Linked DNA regions of Arabidopsis thaliana: region 1 is linked to region 2. The links are chromatin contacts, called in public ChIA-PET maps. All regions are on one chromosome and are shown on one strand. The core of a region is the stretch at or near the end of the contact, and the rest is flanking DNA. Distances in the headings are between cores, read along the strand shown.

Evidence for each region. ChIA-PET counts read pairs in DNA pulled down with a chosen protein or histone mark.
Region 1: an H3K4me3 ChIA-PET map of shoot shows a contact between it and region 2, with 14 read pairs. The contact joins the promoter of AT5G28910 here to the promoter of GME in region 2. A contact is called at or near these places in 2 of 26 Hi-C or Micro-C datasets (root and seedling) and 2 of 2 datasets of contacts at active chromatin or transcription factors (seedling and shoot).

Annotation. Positions count from the first base shown.
Region 1 is chr5:10,928,071-10,935,461 of TAIR10.1, reverse strand. It overlaps AT5G28910 (alpha-(1,6)-fucosyltransferase), which reads left to right and starts at 2,274. Exons shown (of 5, transcript NM_122775.5): 1 at 2,274-2,504; 2 at 2,592-3,112; 3 at 3,200-3,447; 4 at 3,531-3,775; 5 at 3,946-4,893. The coding sequence starts at 3,350. The coding sequence ends at 4,829. AT5G28900 (Calcium-binding EF-hand family protein) reads right to left here. Exons shown (of 13, transcript NM_122774.4): 7 at 6,772-6,913; 8 at 6,533-6,680; 9 at 6,294-6,403; 10 at 6,054-6,210; 11 at 5,796-5,921; 12 at 5,560-5,713; 13 at 5,000-5,424. The coding sequence ends at 5,570. It also overlaps the pseudogene SADHU4-1.
Region 2 is chr5:10,863,621-10,870,642 of TAIR10.1, reverse strand. It overlaps GME (GDP-D-mannose 3',5'-epimerase), which reads left to right and starts at 5,697. Exons shown (of 7, transcript NM_122767.4): 1 at 5,697-5,917; 2 at 6,618-7,022. The coding sequence starts at 6,619. It also overlaps the pseudogene AT5G28845.

The sequences.
Region 1 (7,391 bases), core at 1,025-3,524, 68 kb before region 2:
GTATACACTCAAAAAAGGATAAGGACACATAACTTATAATAGTGTCAAGGCTAAACGCTTAGACTAGTGGGTGAATTCGTGTGTGTTTTATCTTCATGTGTTCAAATGAGTCGAAGGATTCAATCCGTAAGATGCACATCGTCAATTAAGTTTGGATGTGTAATATTACTAATATGTAAATTCTATATATTTATATTTATGCATGAGTTTGGTTTATGTGTTTATGTGTTGGATATTTAAGTGTAAACTACTTAAATCAACGGTTATTTATTTAACCATTGCAATTGTTCATTTTATGGTTATATTATAAATGTACGGTTTCAAACATACGTTATAACTTTCCGACCATATATAACTCTGTTTTCTTGTGTTAAAAACAAAGTAAACAAGAGAGAACAAGAGAGATTCAGGAAACTAAAGATTGAGAGAATCTTTAGTGAAACACACAAAACTTTTATTTATTTCTCTTGTATCTAGCCTAGAACAATATAAAGTACTTTGATTGTCATATCTTAGGAGATATTTCGTGTAACCCAAAGTTTGAGAAGGATAATACTCTTAAAGAAAAATGCTTCCAAACACGTTTTAATCATTGATTATCAAAGTTCACGTTCATTACATCCCCGAGATACAATGTCGATCTACAATAAATGTCACAAAGATATCAAAAATAAAACAATAATATACCGTTGGCATGATTTAAATTGTTGGTATATTTTTTCACTTGGACAATCGTTCCTCTACTGTTCATTTCTCTCTCTCTTTCTGAAGCTTTTTTCAATTTCTTAGATCTACTTTGTTTTTCACCTTCGTTCTTCATGGTAGGTCCTAGATTTGCAAGATGATGCAGGAGTGAGGCAAGCTTACTTCTCCGACATTGGAGTGGTGTGGTTTTTCCGTTTAGCGTGGCAGCGGTGGCCCTTTCTTGGCGGACGAGAGGCTTCTCTTCCAAGTCTTCCTGGTTATGGATGTCAGTGAAGATCGGTGGAGTCTTTCTTGGCTCAACCGATCGGATAGAAGCTGTAGTTGTGGCGGAAGACGCTGCGGATAGGTGGGTTTCCGGTGCGTGTTTGATGTTTAACGGCAGATCCAGTTTTGGATCTGAGATGGCTTATGCGGGATTTGGTTGTGGAGGGGTTGTCTGAGCCTTCACCCTTCCCTAACCGCCGTGTTTTTGTCTCCATCGGACGAGATTGAAGATTGCTTTGCTTCTGGAAGATTTTCAGAGCTACGGTTTTGGAGGTCAGAGGCTTGGAAATGAGTGGTCATTTTGCTAGGTTGGGGGATCGACCAAATTGGGTGGCCGAGAGTCGGAAACTGGATTTATTCCGTAAAGCTTGGTGCAGGTCCGGTCATTGATAAGAGATTTGCGTCAGGATTCATATGCTCCGGTCCTTGTTGTCGCTCTGGTGGCTGTGTTGCAAAGTAGTGGGCTTTGTATACGACAGTATTATTAGATCTGTTCGCTGCCTCCGTTTCACTGCCCAAATCCAACTATGCCTTCTCTTTTTCCGGTAACCGGAATTTTTTCTGTTTTGTAACTGTTGAATATTGTCGAACCGCTTCACGTTACTTATGTAAACAATTTCCCACATTTTTGGTTAGTCTTAGCTCTAAATAATATCTGATATAAAATAGAAAAAAAAAAAAAAGAATATTGTATTTGCTAGGCCTATGTCCAATTGGAAGTGTGCTTTATATATTTTTTTTAAAAATGATTTAAATTGTTTTTTTTTTTTCGAGGAAAGGCTTCCATTCAATTTGTTGATACGCAAAGGAAGAAAAAGAAGAGAAATTCTCATTATTATCCCGTGTTTTATACTAAACTTTTAAATCAAGTCATTTCTACTTTTTCATGGAACCATACGAATCGTAGTTAATTGCTTCACCAAACATCAAAATAAATAACTGAAAACTAAAAAAACAAAAAGAGTGACAATATTACGTCTTGCCACAACACAACAAAACACAACCTCGCTCACATCAAAACTCTCTTGTCACTTCTATGTCCTAAGAAACTGAGCTTCAAAGTTAGTTTCTCAATGCATTTTCTCTTTTCTTTCCCTTTCCATGATTTTCAACAAAATTATAAGTAAACAAATGTCCACAGATATTTCTTTGTGGGTGGATTCTTTGCTTGTATGTAGTGGATTTGTGTTATGATTCTCTGCCTCATTTTCAGACCAGCTGGTTAAAAGGCTTTTTGTTCTTTCTCTCTTTATAATCCAAGTGTCATTTTTTCATCGAAATTCATAATTCCCTTTGTTTTTAATGGAAAATAGATTTTAAATACAGTTCAAAAATGTTTTTAAAATAATTGAGGTCTAGATACGCTCAACGGTTATGCTCTTCTCTCCTTTAATATCTCCATAATTGTATAACAATCCGTTTCATAGGTTTCTCCTCTCTCTTCTTCTTTTCTCCTTGTTAAATAATATTCAAATTTTTTTCCTTATTCAGCTAGAAAGACTGATAATTGTACTAAGGTTCATCAGATTTTGAAGGTGTTTTTTTTTTTCCTTTATGGCATTATGGTTTGATCTATTTTAATGAGAATTTTTATTTACCTTTTGTTATTTTCTCTGTTGCAGGAAATGAAGAAAATGGACCACTGATGAAAGTAGGAAACAAACTTAATTTGATAGAACCATCTTGATCTTTCTTTTTTTCCACAAAAGATATATTTTTGTCTTAGAAAAGAAACAAAAAGTTGGAGAAATATCATGTGATTTCTGGTTGATAGTTGGTAAAAGTGTGGCTACAAAAGAAAGCATTTTCCGAGAAAATCTTTTGTTTTCTTAAGAAAAAATTTCAGTTACAAAATAGAAGGAGAAGAAATTGGGTTTGGTTATTTAGTGACCAATATAGAGAAAAACTAGAGTTAGTATGAGCATGAAGTCATTAGAAAGAGTGGTTTCAGAGAGAGCATTAAAACTTGGAAATTCATTTCCATGTCAAATATGTGTAGTTGGGTTTCTATGTGGAATCTGTCTCACTTCACTCTTCTTAGCTGCTCTCACTTCTCTTGGCACCTTCGAATTCGCCGCCTTCTCCTTCACCTCCTCTTCCTCTGTTTTTCCTCCTTGCAATTCCTCCACCTCTCACATCATCAGTGAGTCTCAAAGATTTTGATTTTTGGTAACTTCTTATGTATGTTTTTTTTTTTGGTTTTTGGTAATGAAAATTTGTTGATATGTAGATATGGTTGCAAGTATAGACCGGAAACTGAAATGGAAGAACAAAGTTGAGATAGAAGAAGAAGATGAAGTGAAACTTTTGGTCTCTGCTTGGGATAATTTATTACTAAATGAAGAAGACTTCTTGAAGAAGGTAGGTATTAACAAATCCGATGTACCAAATGGTCCACATTTGGAGAATTGTGAGGAGAAGGCTCGAGTTAGGGAGCGTTTGGATACACGTTTGGCGAACTGGACACTTCCTCCTTGGGTATGCTTCTTCTTTTTCTTGTTCTTTGTCATCAAGCAATTAGTATGGTGAATGAACAATCAAAAGCTTGTGTTTTAGATCAGTGGAGGAGATGAAGAGAATTATCCGTTAACGAGGAGAGTGCAAAGAGATATATGGATTCATCAGCATCCTTTGGATTGCGGAAACAAGAGTCTCAAGTTCCTTGTAGCTGATTGGGAAACACTTCCTGGTTTTGGAATAGGAGCTCAGATAGCTGGAATGACTGGTCTACTCGCGATAGCTATAAATGAAAACCGAGTGCTTGTTGCAAATTACTACAACCGAGCAGATCATGATGGTTGCAAAGGTACATAAAGGCTTTAATCCTTTGAGTCTTCACTCTAACATATAGCAGCAACTATCACAAATTACATCTTCTTGGTTAATCTTCTTATCAAGATGTTTTAGACGCTGAAAAGTGTATATAAGAACCAAACTTTGGATTTGATTTGGTGTTTCTCTTTTGTTTTGATGCAGGTTCTTTTCGTGGAAACTGGTCTTGCTATTTTCTACAGGAAACGTCAGAAGAGTGTCGAAAACGAGCCTTTGCGATTGTGAAGAAGAGAGAAGCGTGGGAGAGTGGGATTGTTACAGGGAAACAAAATTATAGCACAAAGGAGATTTGGGCTGGGGCTATACCAAAGCAATGGGGTAAGCCTTGGAGTTATATGAAGCCAACTACAGAAATCAACGGAAGTTTAATCTCCAATCATCGGAAAATGGATCGGAGATGGTGGAGAGCACAAGCAGTGAGATACTTGATGAGATATCAAACAGAATACACTTGCGGTTTGATGAACATTGCTCGAAATTCCGCGTTTGGAAAAGAAGCTGCCAAGATTGTTCTTTCAGCTGGAGATTGGAGAAAGAAGAATAAGAAGATGAGGACAGAGATTGAGGAACAGGTGTGGTCGGATCACAAGCCGTGGCTTCCAAGGCCAATGCTGAGTGTTCACGTACGGATGGGAGACAAAGCATGCGAGATGAGAGTCGCAGCTTTAGAAGAGTACATGCATTTAGCTGATCGGATCAGAGATCGGTTTCCAGAGCTCAACAGGATCTGGCTCTCTACAGAGATGAAGGAAGTGGTGGACAGAAGTAAAGATTATGCTCACTGGAGATTCTATTACACGGAAGTGGCAAGACAAGTCGGTAATAAGTCGATGGCTGAGTATGAAGCGAGCCTCGGGAGAGAGATGAGCACAAACTATCCTCTGGTTAACTTCTTAATGGCGTCAGAAGCTGATTTCTTCGTCGGAGCATTGGGTTCCACTTGGTGTTTCCTCATCGATGGTATGAGGAATACGGGTGGGAAAGTCATGTCTGGTTATCTCAGTGTCAATAAAGATCGGTTCTGGTAACTTTGCGAGTTCCACACTATGTACATAATAAGACTCCTCTCCTTTTTTCTTCATCTGTTGCACAAAGAGTTTTCAGTATAATAAAGGGAGGTTTGGTTGACAAACAGTTCAGAGCAACCGCAAACCAACTAAACCGATTCCGATGTGAAGATTTGAAGATCAACTGAACAGAGCAAAGTGGCTTTTCCTTAAGAATTTCACAAATAAAAAGACATCACTTCAAGATCAATAGTAATAACACAACCAACCTCTTCTCATCTCAGTGACATCCTGTGTCTTCAGGAACCAACCAAAAATTAAAGGAACTATAGCATTGAAATTCACAAGTCTCAACATCTGGAGATGATGAAGTAACACCCAGAGATAGAAACATCAGAGCAAAGTGAATGCAATACAGGTGAAGAAGACTGTAAAATCTAGACGATTGTTAATAAATATAACTGTAGAATCAGCTAACAAATAAAGAGAAGTTAGAAAACAAATCCAAGCTAAGTATGGTATTCAACAGAGGATACTACCGGCTTTTCGTTTGTTTTTCACTTTCCTTCCTCAACAAAGCTCCAAATGTTCTTCTCAGGGACTTTACATTTCTCTTCTGCATGATTAAGTTATATTATGAAATAATAACATTTGCACAAGCATCAACATCAAAGTTTTTTCAGTTTCTTTTTTTTCTAATCCTTTTCCACTAGTTTTATCTTCTAGACACTACGGTTTTCCGTTGACTTACCTTTATGAACTCAAAAGGGAGCCTCCAGCGACGACTCATCCCAAACCTCAGCACTTCCATTAGATGCATCTTCAACATCTTCTTCCATTGATAGCCTAATATACTCTCTATGTGCAAAACGGTCCCAATCTGTCAATGTAGGGTTCTCTCGCTCCTGTTTCCGTTTGACATTAGAAATGTTATAAGACGCATGTGGTGGTGTGAAGAAGTAGCAAGGTAAATTAGATGATTAGTACCTGACGAATGAGGAATGGATCCCGGGTTTCAAATGCCATAAATTTGTTGAGATTAAATAGGATGTTGAAGACGTTTCCAGAGAGCTTTGAGCCTTTCAGGTCATGCAGCGTTATATGGCTTTCGTTCTGTGGAAGGAAATAAAAAACAATCAAACACAAAACAAAATCACAAGACTCAGAAAGAAAACTGGGAACACAAACTACTTCTGTGACTATACTAAATATAGAAAGAAGAAAACAAGAGATATATTGTTGAACCTCAGGTCCGATCATATCAATCATCTGACATAAGATATCCTCGAAAAGAACAGCCTCTTGCGCCATGCACTCCATTCTATGCAACTGCTCTTCATAAAAGAATTGCATCTCATTTCGCGTAATAATCCCATTTGCATCCAAGTCTATGCACTTAAACCTAGTCCAACGTATACTTGTGTCAGATAAAAGACTTAAAATGGTATCTGTCTGCAACTTTCGGACCCTTCTATCACAACTTACCAATATTCTAGGCTAGGCACTGACGATTTATCTTCTTCCGCAAGAATGAAATAGACAAAGTCCTCATACCCCATCTTCCCTTCAACTTTGTTAGTGAACTTCCTAGCAACCTGAGAAGAAACCAATGCATCTTAAGAGCAATAATAACTTTGAACGAGGAAAGAACTCTTAAAATAGAAGCAATATAAATAAAATCTTCAAGTAGTAGGCATTAAAGAGCAAGGTTTTTTAGACAGAACCTGGGAGAATATTCTGTCGACAATCCGGTAGGTAAGAGCATGGTTTCCATATCGCATAAGATTTTCTTTGTCAATCAGGAAATCGTGATCCGTATCCAGCTCCCAGAACTTGCAGTATATGACATAGAAATGCTCATACGAGAAGTATCTAATTGCCAAAGTGAATAGAAAAGTGATGTTAAATGAGCAAAAACAATACTATAAATACAACAATAGCACGCAAATATTTTTGTCAGTACCTCAACACTTTGTTAATATCTTCTTCTTCATCAGCATGTAGCATAGCATCAATTAAGTTTCCCCGTTTAAGCTCCCTAAATGTAATTCGACCATTGCCAGATCTATTTATGTAATAAAATATTCGGTAGGTGACAGTTTCAGCTGTTTCAGCAAAATACAAATTGTATCAGACAGAAAAGCATCCTTAAAAATTTAGCTTTGATACCGGTAGCAGCAAATACCAAAGAATATGGACTCCAGATATCTAGAAAGCAATCAAAGTGTTCTCGGGAATTCATTACTAACTGACGCATGATTCATAAACAAGCTCCAGAATTTATTTTTTCTGATATTGATTATATCTGCAGGATTCATAGACTGAAGATGATTCATTCCGTGCTTGAAAGCTTTATGGATTTGCAAGTTATAAGATGATGTCTAACACAACAAAACAAAGAAACCGTATCTTATAAAAATTTTAAAATCCATACAGAGTAATGCCACATTTATTACTGTATCTCGATGCATCAATTATCAAAATTATTTATTTCACTAGAAATATTATTGATGTGGTAACCATTCGACAGATTTAGATAAGTACATGGCAAACTTATTCACTCATTCTTCTCAACTAGGGCTG
Region 2 (7,022 bases), core at 4,448-6,947:
GCACTTCTAAGACCATTTTTAGATGCTCAACATGCTCTCCTAGACTCTTGCTATAAACTAAGATGTCATCAAAGTAAACAACAACAAAATGTCCTATATAAGCTCTAAGAACATGATTCATTAGTCTCATGAATGTACTAGGTGCATTTGTCAGCCCGAATGGCATCACTAACCATTCATATAATCCTTGTTTAGTTTTAAATGCAGTTTTCCATTCATCACCTTCTTTCATCCTAATTTGATGATATCCACTTTTTAGATCAACTTTAGAAAAGATGGTAGAACCATGCAATTCGTCTAACATGTCATCTAATCTAGGTATAGGGTGTCGATACTTCACCGTGATATTGTTGATTGCTCTACAATCAACACACATACGCCAACTCCCATCCTTCTTAGGTACAAGCAACACTGGAACAGCACATGGACTCATACTTTCACGAATATGGCCTCTCTCCATTAGCTCATTCACTTGCTTTTCTAGTTCCTTGGTCTCCACGGGATTGGTCCTATAAGCTGGTCTGTTTGGCAAAGAAGCTCCTGGAACGAAGTCAATTTGGTGCTCAATGCCTCTAATGGGTGGTAAACCTTCTGGATTTTCCTCGGGAAAAACATCTTGATAGTCCTGCAAAAGAAACTTAATACTACTCGGCAAAGCCGGTTCCAAGGCTGTTATATTCAATAAGTTTTCTTTAAAGACAAACAAAAGATTAGGTTTAGTACTCCCCTTTGGTTTACTCTCGGAAGTTTTGGATTTAACAGCTTGAGATCCTTTTTCATGCTAAGCTGATCCAAGTAGACTTCATGAGGTGCCATAGGTGCCAAAACAGTTTTTCTTCCTCTAAATTCAAAGCTATGTCTATTGGTAAACCCATCATGTATCACTTTCCGATCAGACTGGCTTCTAAGGGCAGAATATCACATAAGATCTCATCCTCATACTTCCTAATGGCTAACGGCACTTGAACTTGTCTGGTAACAGCCATTTCTCCACTCTCATTTAGCCATTGCAGTTTATAAGGTCTAGGATGCGGAAACTCCTCTAAACCAAGTTTCTGGACCATAGTCTCACTTGCAACATTGGTACAGCTTCAACCATCTATAATCAAACTACACACTTTTCCCTTAATCAAACACCTTGTATGGAACAGATTCTCTCTTTGCGCTTGTTCTTCAACTTTGTTTAGCACACTTAAGACCCTCATAGTCACAAGTAGCTCTCCTTTAGGTGCTTCTTATCATCGGATTCTTCTGGTCTCACAAACACATATACATCTTTGTAAAAGAGTTGATGAAGATTTAAAAGATTAAATGGAAATTTGGATTGCCTTCATAATTTGAGAATTAATATATTATTGTTAAAATAATAGGCTCAATTAAGATTGTGTTTTGAGAATTAATTTCATAAATGTAGTTTGGATTTATGAACCTAGCAATATTTATATTTATTAAAGTTATATAAATATATTACAATATATTAATTTAATATATGCTTACATGTTCAAGAATATTATATCAGATAAAGTAATGCTATTTTCGTTTTCAAATTAATTAAATCAGTATATAACATATTTTGTATTTAAAGAAATATATATATATATATATTTATATATATATATATATATACTATTAATTGGTAAACATTTTGTGAACTACAACATTGTAAGGGTAGTTTAAAGAAAAATTCTTTCTAATGCCCTTTTCATGATGCCCCTTTTCAACTCTACCCTTTTATTTTATCCATATTTATTTCTACCATCTTTAAATTTTTAATGACCATTTTACCCTTATTTGGAAATTGTTTTAGGTTAACAAAATGAAATATTAATATTTTTCGCCTAAAATATTCTAAAACAAAATTTCCCGCCAAAACATTTCGAAAAAAAAATTCCCGCCAAAAATTTTCGAAAAATAATTTCCCGCCAAATTTTGTTTTCAAAAATAAATTTCCGACCAATTTTTTTTTTTTGGCGGGAAATAGATTTACAAGGTATTTTAAAAGAGTTTTCAAAGATTTACAAGGGATTTTAAAGGAGTTTTATAAGATTTACAAGGGATTTTAAAAGGGTGATTTACAAGTGATTTTAAAAGGGTTTTAAAAGGTTTACAAGGCATTTTAAAAGGGTTTTAAAAGATTTACAAGAGATTTTAAAGAGATTTTAAAGATTTACAAAGATCTTTTAAAGATTTTTAAAGGGTTTAAAATTTGTTTTAAAAGGATTTTAAAATATTTATAAGGGATTTTAAAAGGGTTTTACAATATTTACAATGGATGTTAAAGGGCTTTAAATGATTTACAAAGGATTTGTAAAGCTTTTTAAAGGGTTTAAAAGTGTTTTGAAAGATTTACAAGGGATTTTAAAACCTTTTAAAATTACTTGTAAATTTTTTAAAACCCTTTTAAAATCCCTTGTAAATCTTTAAAAACTCTTTTAAAATCTCTTGTAAATCTTGTAAAACCTTTTTAAAATCTCTTTTAAATCTTTCAAAACCCTTTTAAAATCCCATGTAAATCTATTTGCCGCCAAAAAATATTTACAAGGATTTTTAAAATCATTTTTTGGCTGAGGAAAAATCTGTTACGGAAAAAAAAATTGGCGGGAAATTGTTTTTTTGGCGGGAATTTTTTTTTATTTTTGGTGGGAAAAAAGTTTGGCGGAAACTTTTTTTTTGGCCGGAAAAACAAATTTTGGCGCCAAAAAATTGGCGGGAAAAGTTCAGTTTCCAATTACATGTTTCTATTAGATGATGGTAATTTGGTCATTTTATTCAAAGGAAAGGGTATTTTTAAAAATGGACAACATAAAAGGGTATTGTTGCAAAAGGGTAGTAAAAAAATAGTAGTTTTGCAAATCTCCCTAGTTTAAAACTAGGTAAATGAATTTTTGCATGAGTAATTTAGTAAATTAACAACTACTAAAATATAGAAATATCTTTAAAAATGCAAATATATTGTATGTTTAATTGAAAAATGCATATATGTAAACTAAATTATTTTCGTAAGATATTATTAGATATTTTCGAATATGGCAATCTAATAACAAATTATCATTTCGTTTAGATTTTAAAATCTTCCTTAACAAAACTATGCTAATTAAATCTCATTTGTATACATGACAAAAAAGATTTTTCAATTATGATTTTTCAGATATGAAAAAACATTTATTATATTTGTCGTATATAATCTAAACGAAATACTTCTATCATTTAAAATACAGCTTATTCAAAAACTTATTTTTTGGATTCTAAATATCTAGAAAATATTTCCAGGGTATATTAAAATATTTTAACATTTAATTAGAGTTTCAATGATATAAAGTTTTAGAATATATTTTTTTGTTTTTAAAAACGGGTAGTTTCATTATTTTAAATATATAATTAACCCAAATTTTTAATATATTTTTTAAAAAGAATTATAATAATTAATATATCTGATTGTTTTATTTAGAGCCAGATAAATTATTCAATTTCAAATCAAATAAATTATTTTATTTTGTATCAAATTGTTACAAGATTTTGGAATACACATTCTTCTAGAATTGATTATTTTCTTTTTGAAATAACATTAAAATAAATTTAAATACCAATGTTGTAATTTTAATGCAAATTTAAGGAACTATTGAATTTAGATCAAGATGACTAATTTAACTAATTACAAGCTATTTTTAAATTTACACAGTTTTTGCAATTAGTTCAAACTAATTCTCTAAATTTATTCACATTAAACTATCTCTTAGTTTTATGATATTGTTAAGATTTGTTTCTTGAAGTTAAGAAAGTTTATCAAATAAATTCAAATATATATATTTGATTAATTATATATTATATCAACAAGAGGATTTCTGGATTTGAGATAATATATCAAGTCGGTGTTTATTTATTTATATTAAATAGTAAATATAATTTTGTTTTCATATATGTGCACGTACACAAGAACAAATGTATGAGTATGACATATTATAGTTGATAGATCATTTATTTTTTCAATTTGTTTTCATGTTTTAATTTATGGTATGTTTACAAATTTTAACAAAGCATATGTTAATCCCCAAAAGTTACAGCTGTATCTGGTATTGTGTTTAAAGATAAGTAAAAATGAACTCGGAACATGATATTTAATGTAATATAACGAGAATAGGAATGACGAAAAAGGAACGACATAGAAGGAGCCAACACGGGATAAAAACATAGCTTTTAGATTACAACAAGTTACAATTTAAGCAAATTAACGTTTGCAATCAAATATGTAACATGTGTTTTCAATTTATACAGCATAAAAATGCTCAAAATAATAAATGTTATTATAGTATGCTTTATAATAGTTAAAATTTAAAAATAAACAAATGTAATTTAATATTTATGAACAAAATATTAAACAATAAGAAGAAAGAAGTCAATTAATTTTGTAATATTTTTATTATATCATATCATATAAAAATATACATGAATTATATTTGTGTTTGTCCCAAACAGGATATAGAGAATTTTTGCTTCCATCACGTTCTGTTTCTAATCGGAATACAAATTTTTTCTCATATTAGAAATGCATTCTCTTATGAGAAATAAATTGGAGAACGAGTAAGATATAATGGAACATGATAAAATTGAATGAGAATTACGCCTATCTCTAAATATTTATATTTCTCGCAAACGTATTTAATCATTTTAATGGTTTTATATACGGTTTGATAGTTTACAAGTTTAATAAAAATCTACCTGACCATTAACTCGAATCAGTTTGATCTCGGTTCGACCGTTTGATTGTTATGAACTTTAAAATACTACTAAAATCATTATTATTTCAAATATTTCAACCAACTAATATAGTTTAGGTTATATATATACTATAACTATATAAATAATTTTTAACATCAATCTAACTTATATTATATTTTAATTTAAGATTTTTTTTTCTAATTTACTCTTCAGTTTCAAACTCCAAAAATGGACTTATGGTTGCTCTTATGTCATAAACAAACATAAATAATATTTTATATTTTTATGTGTACATTATAATTATTCAATACAGTATATATCACTAAAATAACAAAATAATTATATATTTAATAAAAATTTATTACAACACATTTCTTAATATATGAAGATGTACTATTATTTGCAAATACAAAATATGTTAAATAGTGTTTTAGTTAATTAGAAAATAACAAAAATTAAAGTAATTTTTCTCAAAATAATAATTATTTAAAGATTAATTGCTTAATTATTTGAATTTTATAAGAATTTCCTTTTAATGTGTATTATATATATGTATGAATAAGACTAATTGAAAAATCTGTAATAATCTAGTAAAATTTGGACAATTATTTAAATGGATTAGAATCACAACATGACGGTTTCGTTAATAACACGCCAATATAAATATTTTATTAAAAAAACTTCTCAATTAATATATAGAATATACATATATTTATTATTTACAAATATTTTTATATATTGAAGCTAGAAAATAAAAAAATTATGAAATTGTTTGGTGCACCAATAAAGAAAATATTTAGTTTTTTTTTTTTTCTAAACTAAAACATTTCTTATTATCTATCTAAATACGATTCAACAAATAGTAAAAATAATATGCATAATATAAATCATCAAACCTAATAAAAAGTAATAAATCTTCTATAAAATCTCCTATTTTCTAAAAAACTCTCTACAAAAGAAGTATTAATTTTTTTTTTCGAAGGATTTTATTAGTTATAAAATAAATTTAACAGAAAGAGGCACAAATACCAATAGGAGTTGGAAAACTAAAACAACGAGTGGTGTTGCTCTCTCCATCTTCCTCTTCATCTTCTTCTGTTCTCTCTCTATAAATACAAGTTTACTCTTCCTCTTCCTCAAATCTCTGACTCTTCTCTGCATTATCTCTTCGATCTCTCCAACTCTCCAAAACCTTCCTCAGGTAAAAGATCCAATCTTCCTTACAATTCCACTAATCTAGGGTTTTAAAATCCCAGATTCCTGAATCAAAACTTCTCTGAGATCCGAATTTCGCAATTCTGTGTTTTTGGCTAATTTACGCCTCGCAATTTTGTGTTTTTCGCTAACTTACGCCGAATCCAATGCATCCTCTGTCAAAACTCTCTAAATCCCAAATCTTTTTACAGAAATTTATCACAAATTAGGATTCCACAGTGATTTCTAGCTTTCGCATGAGAGATCTTATTGTGTTTAACATATTTCTTTGCAATTTTGTGTGTTTTTGGCTAACTTAAGCGTCGCAATTTTGTGTGTTTTCACTAACTTACACCGAATCCAATGCATTCTCTGTCAAAACTCTCTAAATCCCAAATCTTTTTACAGAAATTAATCACAAATTAGGATTCTACAGTGATTTCTAGCTTTTGCATGAGAGATCTTATTGTGTTTAACAGATTTGTTTTGCAATTTTGTGTGTTTTTGGCTAACTTACGCCTCGCAGTTTTGTGTTTTTCGCTAACTTACGCCGGAATCCAATGCATCAATAATCTTACCTCTGTCAAAACTCTCTAAATCCCAAATCTTTTTTATAGAAATTTATCACAAATTAGGACTCTACAGTGATGTCTAGCTTTTGCATGAGAGATCTTATTGTTTTTAACAGATTTGTTTTGTTAATGTAGAATGGGAACTACCAATGGAACAGACTATGGAGCATACACATACAAGGAGCTAGAAAGAGAGCAATATTGGCCATCTGAGAATCTCAAGATATCAATAACAGGAGCTGGAGGTTTCATTGCATCTCACATTGCTCGTCGTTTGAAGCACGAAGGTCATTACGTGATTGCTTCTGACTGGAAAAAGAATGAACACATGACTGAAGACATGTTCTGTGATGAGTTCCATCTTGTTGATCTTAGGGTTATGGAGAATTGTCTCAAAGTTACTGAAGGAGTTGATCATGTTTTTAACTTAGCTGCTGATATGGGTGGTATGGGTTTTATCCAGAGTAATCACTCTGTGATTATGTATAATAATACTATGATTAGTTTCAATATGATTGAGGCTGCTAGGATCAATGGGAT